2 separate regions of the Capsicum annuum genome follow, and region 2 is linked to region 1. Evidence: chromatin contacts called from public Hi-C data. All regions are on one chromosome and are shown on one strand. Each heading gives the region's core, a stretch centred on a gene start, on an enhancer-like site or on the middle of the called end of the contact. The rest is flanking DNA. Distances are from core to core; before and after follow the strand shown.

The links. A called contact is a pair of places that touch in the nucleus more often than the background predicts.
Region 2: a Hi-C map of leaf shows a contact between it and region 1, with 4 times the contacts expected there. The contact joins the promoter of LOC107839203 here to the promoter of LOC107839200 in region 1. A contact is called at or near these places in 5 of 5 Hi-C or Micro-C datasets (bud, leaf, pericarp and 1 more).

What each region holds. Positions count from the first base shown.
Region 1 is chr8:145,394,290-145,399,897 of UCD10Xv1.1, reverse strand. It overlaps LOC107839200 (ATG8-interacting protein 1), which reads left to right and starts at 2,657. Exons shown (of 4, transcript XM_016682594.2): 1 at 2,657-2,948; 2 at 3,659-4,496. The coding sequence starts at 3,675.
Region 2 is chr8:145,573,744-145,579,351 of UCD10Xv1.1, reverse strand. It overlaps LOC107839203 (bifunctional L-3-cyanoalanine synthase/cysteine synthase 2, mitochondrial), which reads right to left and starts at 2,891. Exons shown (of 10, transcript XM_016682597.2): 1 at 2,309-2,891; 2 at 1,997-2,106; 3 at 1,713-1,770; 4 at 1,344-1,607; 5 at 1,125-1,262; 6 at 920-971; 7 at 733-812; 8 at 541-600; 9 at 112-192; 10 at 1-15. The coding sequence starts at 2,476.

The sequences.
Region 1 (5,608 bases), core at 1,408-3,907:
CGGAAAAATAGTGAAGCACCCAGCATCATACCTGAGAAGCTAGTGTTCTTGTTGTTATTTAGATCCAAGATTGGATTTGGTGTTTGAGAGCTTGAGGAAGTAGAATTGTATAATTGTGTATGGAGAGGGAGAGAGAGACAAAGAGATATCTAGAAGGGAAAGGAAAGCTCGTGGTTTGATTTTAAAAATAAACTTATCATTTTACCCTTGAAAGTGAGCATATTACTACTATACCCTTGATCGTCCTTAACTGTCCTTTCTATATAGTAGAAAAATAAATTAAATTTTACCTTTTTACTTCTTACTACAACTAACGTTATGGCCCTGACATTATTTTGGATACTATCTAGTTTAATCGCATGTGTCTTGCACGTGTAATATTTGATTATTTAAAATTAAATTAATTTATCTATTGCAGAGATTTTTAATGAAGTGTAAAAATTTAAATTACTTTGCATAGATTCTTCACACTTTAATATAATAACGTAAACATAAACATAAATATTTTACTGGTTGATGGGTCATCACTTTTGCATTTTTCATGCAACATCAATTTGAATCGTATAAATGGTACGCTTTTTTTTTCTATATTTAAAATCTTTCCTTGTTTTTGAAATCAAATCTTTACAAAATCGATTATATTCTTATTACATACTTAAAACTTTTAAAAAAATTTATACTTCTTAATTTTTTATTATTCTAGCGCTTTTATATTTATTTCTATATTTTTTAAATTTTCTTAAAATCGAATTTAGTTGATTTAGAATTCTTAAACTAAGCGAAAAAAGTATTAGTTGTCATTAATTCTGATGAATTTTAATAAGGAAAGATTTTACCATAAATATATTTAATTAATTTTCAACTCTTAAATATTAAAGAAAAATAGTGAAAAGACAATTTTGTCTAAAGTGCATTTGTCACGCAATACCTTTTTCCCTTGTTGTCAGAGGCTTGGAGAGACGCATCAATTTGAACCATATTTGTGGTACGATTATCTTTATTTTTTCTATATTTAAAATTTTTTCTTATTTTTGATGTCAATTCTTTAAAAATATTTAATTTATGTCGTCGTCTATAATTTTTTAAAAAGAGATGTGTAATTAAGCTTCAAAAAATTGAACTATTTTAGGAATTTAAAGTTTTTTGTTGGTGTTTATTTTATAACTTAAATATATTAACGTGAGAAACAGGTATACCAACCTAGTAATAATAAAAGTATTGGAACGTAAACTAAAGTAGTAGTAATAAATTGTAAAAGTAAAATATTAGTATCATATTCTTTATCCCTACAATTCCTTTATCCCTTTAAAACCAAAAAAAAAAAAAAAAAACGAAAAATCTTTATCCCTTTACGCTGTCATCAATTTTTAATAAAAAATTAAGAAAAAATAATAATAGTTAACGATTAACCTTTTCCTAACACACAAACGGGACTGACACACACTTAAAAAGCGGGAAGCCGGAATTAAAATAGGCCATGAAATTAAAAAAAAAATCAAAATATGTTATTTATATAAAATGTTACAAAAATATAATTGACGTTGTTAGGCACAAAATCAAAATGTATAACTCACTTTTTAAGTGAATTCTGCAAAAATAAAATGCATAACTCACTTTTTAAGTGAGTTATTTATTTTTTCATAAAGTCTAAGACCATCAGCCATATTTTAGTAATACTAATCTAAGAATACGCATCACACGCGTGTATCTCATTTCTATGAGTTCACTTTGATAGTATTATTTTTTTTAAAATACCAAATTAATAAATAAATTAATGATTTAAACGCATACATGTGCCTCACACGTGGAGCCTTTGCTTAGTTAAAATTAAAATTTAATTATTTCAACATGTTAAATATTAAGAAAATAATAGATTGAAAATTTAGACCCTACAAAATTAAAATTATTGCCTATTCTTTGGTCCTCTTTTAATTTTTTTTGGATCAAATCTATTTTAATTGAAAATGTATCTTTGTTATAAAAATTTAACCGAAACAGAAAATTTGTAATTTTTTGGATCAAATCTATTTAGACCCTACAAAATTAAAATTATTGCTTATTCTTTGGTCCTCTTTTATAATTTTTTTTGGATCAAATCTATTTTAATTGAAAAAGTATCTTTGTTATAGAAATTTATCCGAAACAGAAAATTTGTACTCCCTTCGTTTTAAAAAGAATGACGTGATTTAACTTGACACAGAATTTAAGAAAATAAAAAAGACTTTAAAATCTTATGGTCTTAAATAAAAGATACTTTAATCCTGTGGTTTTAAGTATGCCACGTTGAAAGTTAAAGATAAAAAACTGCTAAAAATGGAAAGAGGTCATTCTTTTTGAAATAGAAGGAGTACATGTTTTATCTTTTTTTTTTTAAGAGACCAAGCCTATTCTAAGTGAAAAAAAAATTTTCATAGGAAAATAATCATAATAAGAAAAACTTCTTCTTTTAAATTTTAATAAAATATTTAATATTTCTTGAAAAGACTATTTTATCTAAAGTAGAGATTTTTAATGAAGAGCAAATAGTTTAAATTATTTTTTTAAAGATTTTTATGCTTTTAATAAATTATAAATTATAGATATAGAATTATAAATATAGATTATAGATATAAATATAAATTTTATATACTCTCACATATTTTGGTGTTTTCTTTAATTTCATGACCTATTTTAGTTCTGATTCTAAAAAGCGGGAATACTTGACCCGTATTCGGCCCACTGAAACGCACCAAAGGACACTTTTTCTTCCCACAAGCGGATAATAGTAAAACCGCTATCTCACTTCCTCAGCAAGTCATTAACACTACAGCTTTACTGGTTTCGCCGGTTTCTTTATCTAAACATCTTTCTCTATATAAGCCACTCTCTCTCTTGGCGACGAATTTCAATAATTCTCGCCGGAACTTGGACGTTATCTTCACCGACCTCATAGCTCTCATCGCCTATAAGTATTCCGAAATTCAACGAATTTTTCTCAGTTGATCCGTTTCTTTGATTGTTAATCTGATTTAGCTTTATTCAGTAATAAATTGAGTTGATTTGTTTCTTTGGATCTGTCTTGTGTATGTAGGTTTATTACGTAAACTCAATCTCTGTCTATAGGATTCTGTATCTGTATCTCTGTCTATACGATTGATTCTGTATCTGTGAGACTGTGACTGTTTATCCTATTATTATTTAATGATTCTATTAATTCTATCTCTGTCACGTAAATTACATTCGCTTTTATCAAAATTGAACTTTGCACTGTTTCAAATTTCACACACATAAGCATAGACACACAGGGATACTATAAGTTTTCTTCAAGTTTCTCTTGATTATGTTTAGCAGTTTGCATGTTCTAAAAGTACAAGGGATGGTTTCATTGGAACAGATGTGATTTGTGATATGTAATTGCTTTGAAACCTTGTGGTTTTATCTCCTCTATGTTGCAAGTAGCATGTTATAAGAATTCTAAGTCCTGAATCCTGTAAAGAATTACTTGATTTTATACTTGCTATTCTTGTGCATTTTTGGTACCAGAAGTTTGCAGAATTGTATTAGAGTTCAATAGACTTATCATATGTATTGAATTTGACAATCTGTTATTCAAAGAGTGTGATGCTCTTTTAGCACTTAACCTCTGATTTCCTGTGTTTTCTCTTGTTAAATCCCTCAGTTTCAATTTCTGAAAGATGGCAAGTAATGAGGAAGCGGAGGAAACTGCTCCTCGTGGAAATGAATGGGAAGTTGTATCACTCACACAATCAGTATATTCTGCTGCCCCTGGTCCGAAGCAGGTTGAATCGAATGTTGATAATAGCAGTAGTGCAAAGTATATAGCTGAAACTTCCCAGGCGATGTTTATGTCTGGACACTTTGTCTTTCCACCAAGCCAGCATGAGAATTTGCCATTGGAACCTGATGTCGATGAGATCCATTATGAACCGGGAAGTGACGATGCTTCTCCGGAACTTGTTGCTAATGAAGGGGGTAAATCAGATATTTATGAAGGAAGTACAAAAAATAAAGGGTCGAGCACCCCAGAATTTCCCGGTATTCAATTTTGTGATGAAAAGGGTAACCAGTTATCTATTGGTGCAGAATTTGAAGAAGATGCAGCCCTGCAGCGCTTAAGTTTGCTTGACAAAGAGCAGAGTTTCTTTGGTATTGCTAACTATAGTTCATACCAGAGTGAAGAATGCATGGGCCCTTCTGCAACAACAGATGAAACCAACGTGCTTGATGAACCAGTTGAACCCATTCACCAGGGCTTAGAGTCAGACAATTCAAATTTGCCAAAGACAAAAGACGAAGATGATGCCGCTAACCTTCCTTGTCAAGCATGGTGGAAAAGAGGGACTACTTCCCTAGTTGCCCATGCGAAAGACGCAAATACATTATGGTCTATTTTCATTGCTGCTGGTGTTATGGGCATTCTGATTATTGGTCAGAAGTGGCAGCAAGAAAGGTGGCAAGTATTGCAAATGAAGTGGCAGGTTGGACTCCACAGTGAGGTGAGTTGTTGCTGGCTGTTGAAAAGTAATTGAAATTGGTATTCACATTGAGTTGAATATTCCATCTTTGTCTATCTGCTAATGAGATTTTCTTTTTTAAGAAAGGAAAATGCAGAAAAAAACACCTAGACTCACTTGTAATACTTCTTGTACTGGGTAAAGTATTACAAGTAGCTCAAAGTGGTCTTTTCTGCATCTTTTATTGATACCTTCTGAAGAGCGGTGTTGCTTAATAGTAGTACTTGCCAATTGGCCGACGGTTAGAAAATCTAGTGCATTTAAATGAGATCCAACTGATAAAAATGTCTTCAACTTTGCTGCAGCCCATTGTCTTAGTCAACATTCTCAAATACCTCATTAGATTTCCTCTCTCCTCCACCCCCAAGACCCCAAGTAGCCTCTCTTCTCTCCTATGTCTGTTATCATTCATTGGTCTCCGGAGGTCCTTGATGTCTTATCAGTTAGGCACCATTACTAAAGACTAAAGTTGTTGTCAGGAAGATGTCTTTTGAATGCACACTGAGGCCTGTACCATTTGTAGCGTATACTTGTGCAAGCTCCTTTTCACAAGGGCATCTCATTATATTCTTTCATGACCTACTGTTGGCGAAAGTGCAGTTGCTTATGTCTTTCTTGTGGTGAATCTGGTACATACAAATTTTGTTGACAAACTCGGAAGAATTAGTCTTTCCCCTACAATAAAAAATAAACCATTTTGCAAATCTTACAGTTGAGTTGATTTCTTCCTGTTATTACTGGTATATAATTGTCTTTAGATCTGTATGTTAGAGATCTTTTCTCTCTGATTCTATTGGGTGCTGCAGACCCCTGCAAGCTGCATTTATTCATTACCATCTATTTTATTTCTGATTAAGTAGTTTTTCTCTCTTTGGAATATGTGAACTCCACTATCCACCTGCCTCAGAGGGGGATGGAATATACTTATAATGCAAAGCCTCTGGTTACACCGTACAGTCTTTATATTTTTAGATGGTTTACAATTCTTAGACCTGTATATATAATAAAGAATTAGGGAATAAAATTATTGCACTCTTTATTTCGGCGAAATGGTGAGATCCTTGTATGATTTTGAATGGTACCATATCATTCCG
Region 2 (5,608 bases), core at 1,642-4,141, 180 kb before region 1:
ACTTGCGTGTACCGTCTGTAATTCAAAACCAAGAAGTTACATCTATAATTAATTAGAAAGGAAAAAGTACTGATGGTGGTATGTTAGCATGAATCTGATATATATTCATACCACTATGAGTTTGCCTTTGTTTTCTGGTTTTTGAGCAAGTCTAAGAGCTGCTACTGTATTAGCTCCCGACGATATCCCGACCTACAAAAAATAAAGCTTCACTACACGGTATAACGGAGTTACAACACACTTAAACTATAGATGGATACAATGCAGCTTTGGGTGGAAAGATCTATCACATTTTATCAAAATGTGAGTGATCATCAAGGCTTTGGACTATCAGGACACATATTACGTCAAATAGTTCTTGAATGTTTGTTTCCAGGAGCAACAAAGATAAAATTGATTACGACTAATGCTTCATTTCTACTCCTATGGTCGATGATCATAGAAAACCCCTTTATCATTGCACAAATCAGGTGGAGCGGCGCATTTAATCCTTGTTTATCTGTTAGTTTTAAAAGAAAGTTGCAGTAATCTGAAATTTACCATGAGCCCTTCCTTCACTGCCAACTCCCTAGCCATGTTTACAGCGTCTTCACTAGAAACCTGAAACGCAATAAGAACAGATCAGTTCAGTTACCGAAACAAATAATTAGCTCTAATTACAGTGTAATTGCATAATTCTATTGTTATTTTTCAATTTCAGGAGAAAAATTATTAACAAAGAACTTAACATACCATCAGTACTTCCTCCATTAGATCCATGTCAAGGATATCTGGCTTGAATCCGACCCCATTTCCAGTTATGTGATGCGGACCTGTATAGTTGATCGTCACAAGACTGTTAGCAATCATTATTTTTAATAACACCTGTAAATTCGATACTTCATGACTACAAGGTTGTCACAGACAAAGGGAAAATAACCTGGTTTTCCTCCGTTCAATACATTGCTTTCAGTTGGCTCGAGTCCATATATCTAGCAAAGAGAAGATAAAATATAAGAATGGTGTTATATGTACTTTTAGCGTTGGATTAACTAAGACGATCTTAAATGGAGAGAGACGTGGAAAATTGGTGTACTTATTGGTTGGAGGAATCAATAGTAGTACATTGATTGTATTGGATTTACCTTGACATTAGGATTTTTGGTTTTCAGATATTGTCCAACACCGGTAACAGTGCCTCCACTCCCTATTCCCATGACAAATATGTCAACATTACCCAGAGTTTCTTCCCATATTTCAGGTCCAGTTGTATCGAAGTGAATCTGTTTTCGGTATGAAGCAGGTGAGAATCCAACAAAGTCTAGTAAGAAGGGTAAATGAGATGATGATGGATAGCTAGGTACCTGCGTGTTTGCAGGGTTAGAAAATTGTTGAAGCATGAAAGCGTTAGGCGTAGATTCCAAAAGTTCATAAGCCTTCTTAACAGTGCCTCCCATTCCTTTGGTTGGATCAGTTAGGATTAAATCAGCTCCAAATGCTCTCATTGTCACTCTCCTTTCCGTGCTCGTGTACGAGGGCATCGTCAAAACCATTTTGTAGCCTTTCATTGCTGCGATAAATGCCATACTGATCCCCATATTTCCTGACGTTGGCTCAATCAATGTTGTCTGGTACAATCAAGAAGCATGTCAGAGATAACACATACTACAGGAGTTTTAAGTTCTTCCACTAGTTAAAGACGCTCCATGAATGGACGAATCGCGTTAACTTACCTTTCCAGGCGATATCAAGCCTTTCTTTTCTGCATCATTGATCATTGCCAATGCTGGTCTGGTGCATAAACAAGCAAATTCTTATTCTTAAAGCATATATAGTGGAAGCACAGAAGTGATGTACGCATAAGCTATGTCGCTCGGACTAGTAAAAAATGTCAATGGGTGCGCGTTGGATTTGCCAAAATTAGTGCATTTTTGAAGAATCTGACACGTATGCGGCATAAAAAATGAAGAGTCTGCACAACTTAGCACATAAGACTTAAAGAGTACAGCTTTTGTACCTGTCTTTGATGCTAGAAGTAGGTTGAAACATCTCCTGTTTCACAGCTATATAAGCTCCACATCCTTCTGTCACTTTGTTAAGATAAACCATAGGTGTTCTCCCAATTAGCTGAAAAATTGAGATTTTAACATGTCAATTTATCACATAATAAGACGAGTTGAGTATCTTTGAAATTTCGTCTAAACGGACTTGTTTGAGCTAGAAAGAAACATAAATGCCATAGCCAAAAAACAATTTCAGCTTTAACTCTGTAATTCTTTATATATTCTTAGTTAACACTTGAAAATTGAGTAGAAAAAGTTGAACTGACTTGAGAAACTTGAGACTTGATGTTAGTATGAGGAAGTTGTAGTTTGGGAGAATCAACTAAAGGCTCTGTAGTGAACAATCTGTTGCTAGCTGCTCTGATCAAATCAGCATTATTATTATTATTGCATAATGATCTTTTTTTCTTCAAGAATCTGCTTAAAGTTGCCATTTGATGAATTCTCAAAATGCTCACAGAAATTGTCTTCACTTGTTGGAAAAAATGCAAAATAATTGCAATTCAAAATTTTACATAAAAAGAACTCTTTTTTTGTGTGTACCTTATAATTTGAAAGAAAGATAGGACACTGGACGCCTTATTTATAACGAAAAAGTTTTGGACTACTTCGCTGTACATTTTGTTTGGACTATGCTAAAAAATGAAAGGTGGCAACACAAATTGCCAAGTTGTAAAATAGTAGAGTGACATGTTTGTTTCCATTATATTGCAATACGGATTTAAATTTGATGGGTTCAATCTTTTACACAACATTGAATCCGATCCATTACGCGCATTCAACCATTGTGTTTATATTGCATTCTTTCCTAGTCATATGATTTCTCTCATACTATTCCATCTAAAAAGAATGACAAAATTCTATCCTCCTTTTCAGTATTATGTACGTTATGTTTTTTTTGCATCGGGCAGGATAGTGGCGAGCTGTGATGATTTTTCCAACAAATTGAATTGGGTACTAAAGATTCGAAAATAAAATTAGGATATAGAAGTGATTCTCAAAAATAAAACGTTTTATTATTAAAATTCAAAGAAGGGGATCTGGGACCCGTGATGGCTAATTGAAATCAGTCAGAGTCAGTGCATGAATCTCTTCTTCTTCTTAAAAAGCAAAAACAACAGGAAGAAAAATGTCAGTGATTGCATCATTTCGATATTTTAGGTAATTCTAACACATTAAAAAGAGTCTAGAAGATTTCGTTGTTATAGTATTAGTCTTGCAATCTTGCTTCGAAATTTTTTCATTTAGAGCTGTGAGTCCATCGAAATTCAAAAATAGCCTCTTTACTCCATAAAGATAGGGCCTATAGGGGTATAATCTGTGTATATCTTGCCCTATTCTGATTTTACCTAAAGAGTCAGAAGAGATTTGCTAGAGGAGTGAAATTATAATGTAGTAAGGTTAGCGTAGAATATATCCTTCCCAAACTTTACTTTAGAGATACACCGGATATATTATCGTTGTTGTACGGGGAGTGAAATTATTACTATTATATAAGATAGTATTTTGGTTCCAAACTTTGTTTGATGATTTAAATTGATACAAAAATTTTGAGCCTTATATTTGGTCATGTTATATACTTATGCATTAGTCGTTTCAATCTATCGTATCGTTTTAATTTGTTTAATTTTATTGATTTTGTCACTATTCCCAATTGCTCGTTGTCAAGTGATGCATGCATAATGTCATTTTTTGACAACATTTTGCAGGGAGAAAATGTCTCTACTTAAATTTGTTTCATTACAGACAAGGCAAGAAAAAGAAAAAGAAACGCCATTTATTCTGAACCATGAATTGAAGATTGGATCTATATGGATTTATTTGCCTACTAAATTCATAATTTGTATGGATAACTTGTATTCAAACCAAACGAACCCTAAGAGTGTGAAACAGAATATTAGAATTAATGGTGACACCAAACTATTGGAAGAAGATCAAAAGATAAGTAAGATGAAACAAAAGGAAATCATAGTTACTTAGCATTCTCTTGTATTCTCTTAGGATTCTTGCGTAGGATTCTCTTAGGATTCTCTTAGGATTCTTTTGTACAAGAATAATTAGTCTACATAGTTCTCTTAGGATTCTCTTGTATTCTCTAAGGATTCTTGCTTAGGATTCTCTTAGGATTCTGCTTTTGTACTTATATATATATATATATATATATATATATATATATATATGATATCAAGATGATTAAAACACATAGAGAAAATTCTTCACAAATTTCTTCATCTTCTACATGGTATCAAAGCTATAGGCTATTCTAATCTTAATCTCTTCCTCATTCTTCTTGTTCAACTCTTCTACATTCCAAAATGACAACAATTCCTGAGGAAACCATCACTTCTAATGTCACTGTAGACAGTGGATCTCAAGCTATAGATTCCTGTAATCCACTCTTTCTTCATCCATCAGATTCACCTGGCATGAATCTTGTCAATGCAATTTTTGATGGGCATGGTTTTGTTGGTTGGAAACGACCTCTTGGTATTGCACTCTCAGCTAAAATAAACTTGGATTCATAGATGGGAGTTGCAGGTCACCAGCTTCTAATTCTGCTTCATATAACCTTTGGAATCGTTGTAATGACATGGTTACTTCCTGGTTGCTTAACTCCCTCTCAAAGGAGATAACGTCCAGTGTTCTTTACTCTACGACTGCTGAAGGTCTCTGGAATGATCTTGAAGATAGGTTTGGCCAGTCCAATGGGGCCAAACTCTATCACCTGCGAAAAGAGATCAATGATTTAGTGCAGGAAAATAGTGACATAGCAGGTTATTTCACTAAACTCAAGCTCCTTTGGGATGAGCTTGATGCTCTGCATTGTTCTGAAACTTGTATGTGTGATTGTTCATGTGGGGGGAAGGACAAGATGTTGAAGTATTTTCAAGATGAAAGGATAATTCAGTTTTTGATGGGATTGAACGATACTTATGGTTCTGTGAGAAGCAATATACTTATGATTTCTCCCCTTCTTAATGTGAACCTTGCTTACCCTCTTTTGATTCAAGATGAGAAGCAAATAGAGATCCATATCAGCCTTCAATTCCCTACTGATTCTTCTTCCTATCTGGCTGTACAACAATTAGGTCCCAGGTCTCAAAACCATATGCCCAAAGGTAGAAAGAACAACTTGGTCTGCTATCACTGTAGGAAACCAGGACATACTGTTGAAAAATGCTACAGAATTATCGGGCTCCCTGTTGATTTCCAATTCATAAAGAATCAAAATCAAAATCAAAATCAGAAGTTTCAAGTAGGGATCAAGAGTAATGCAGTTCTTGGAACACCTAATGCGCAACACACTGCATCTTTTGAAGGAGGTGGGAACCCTTTCACACCTGAACAAACTACTAGCTTGCTTTAACTACTGAAGAATGCTGAGCTTGGTAATCCAGGAAATTTAACTTCAGATGTCGCTAATATGGTTCAGTGTGCTGGTAATATTTTCAATAATCATGTTGCTTATTTCACTTACATGAATACTGATTCTTGGATCATTGACTCAGGTGCTTCTCAACACATGTCATATGATGCCAATTTTTTCTCCAATATTCATCCTTTGC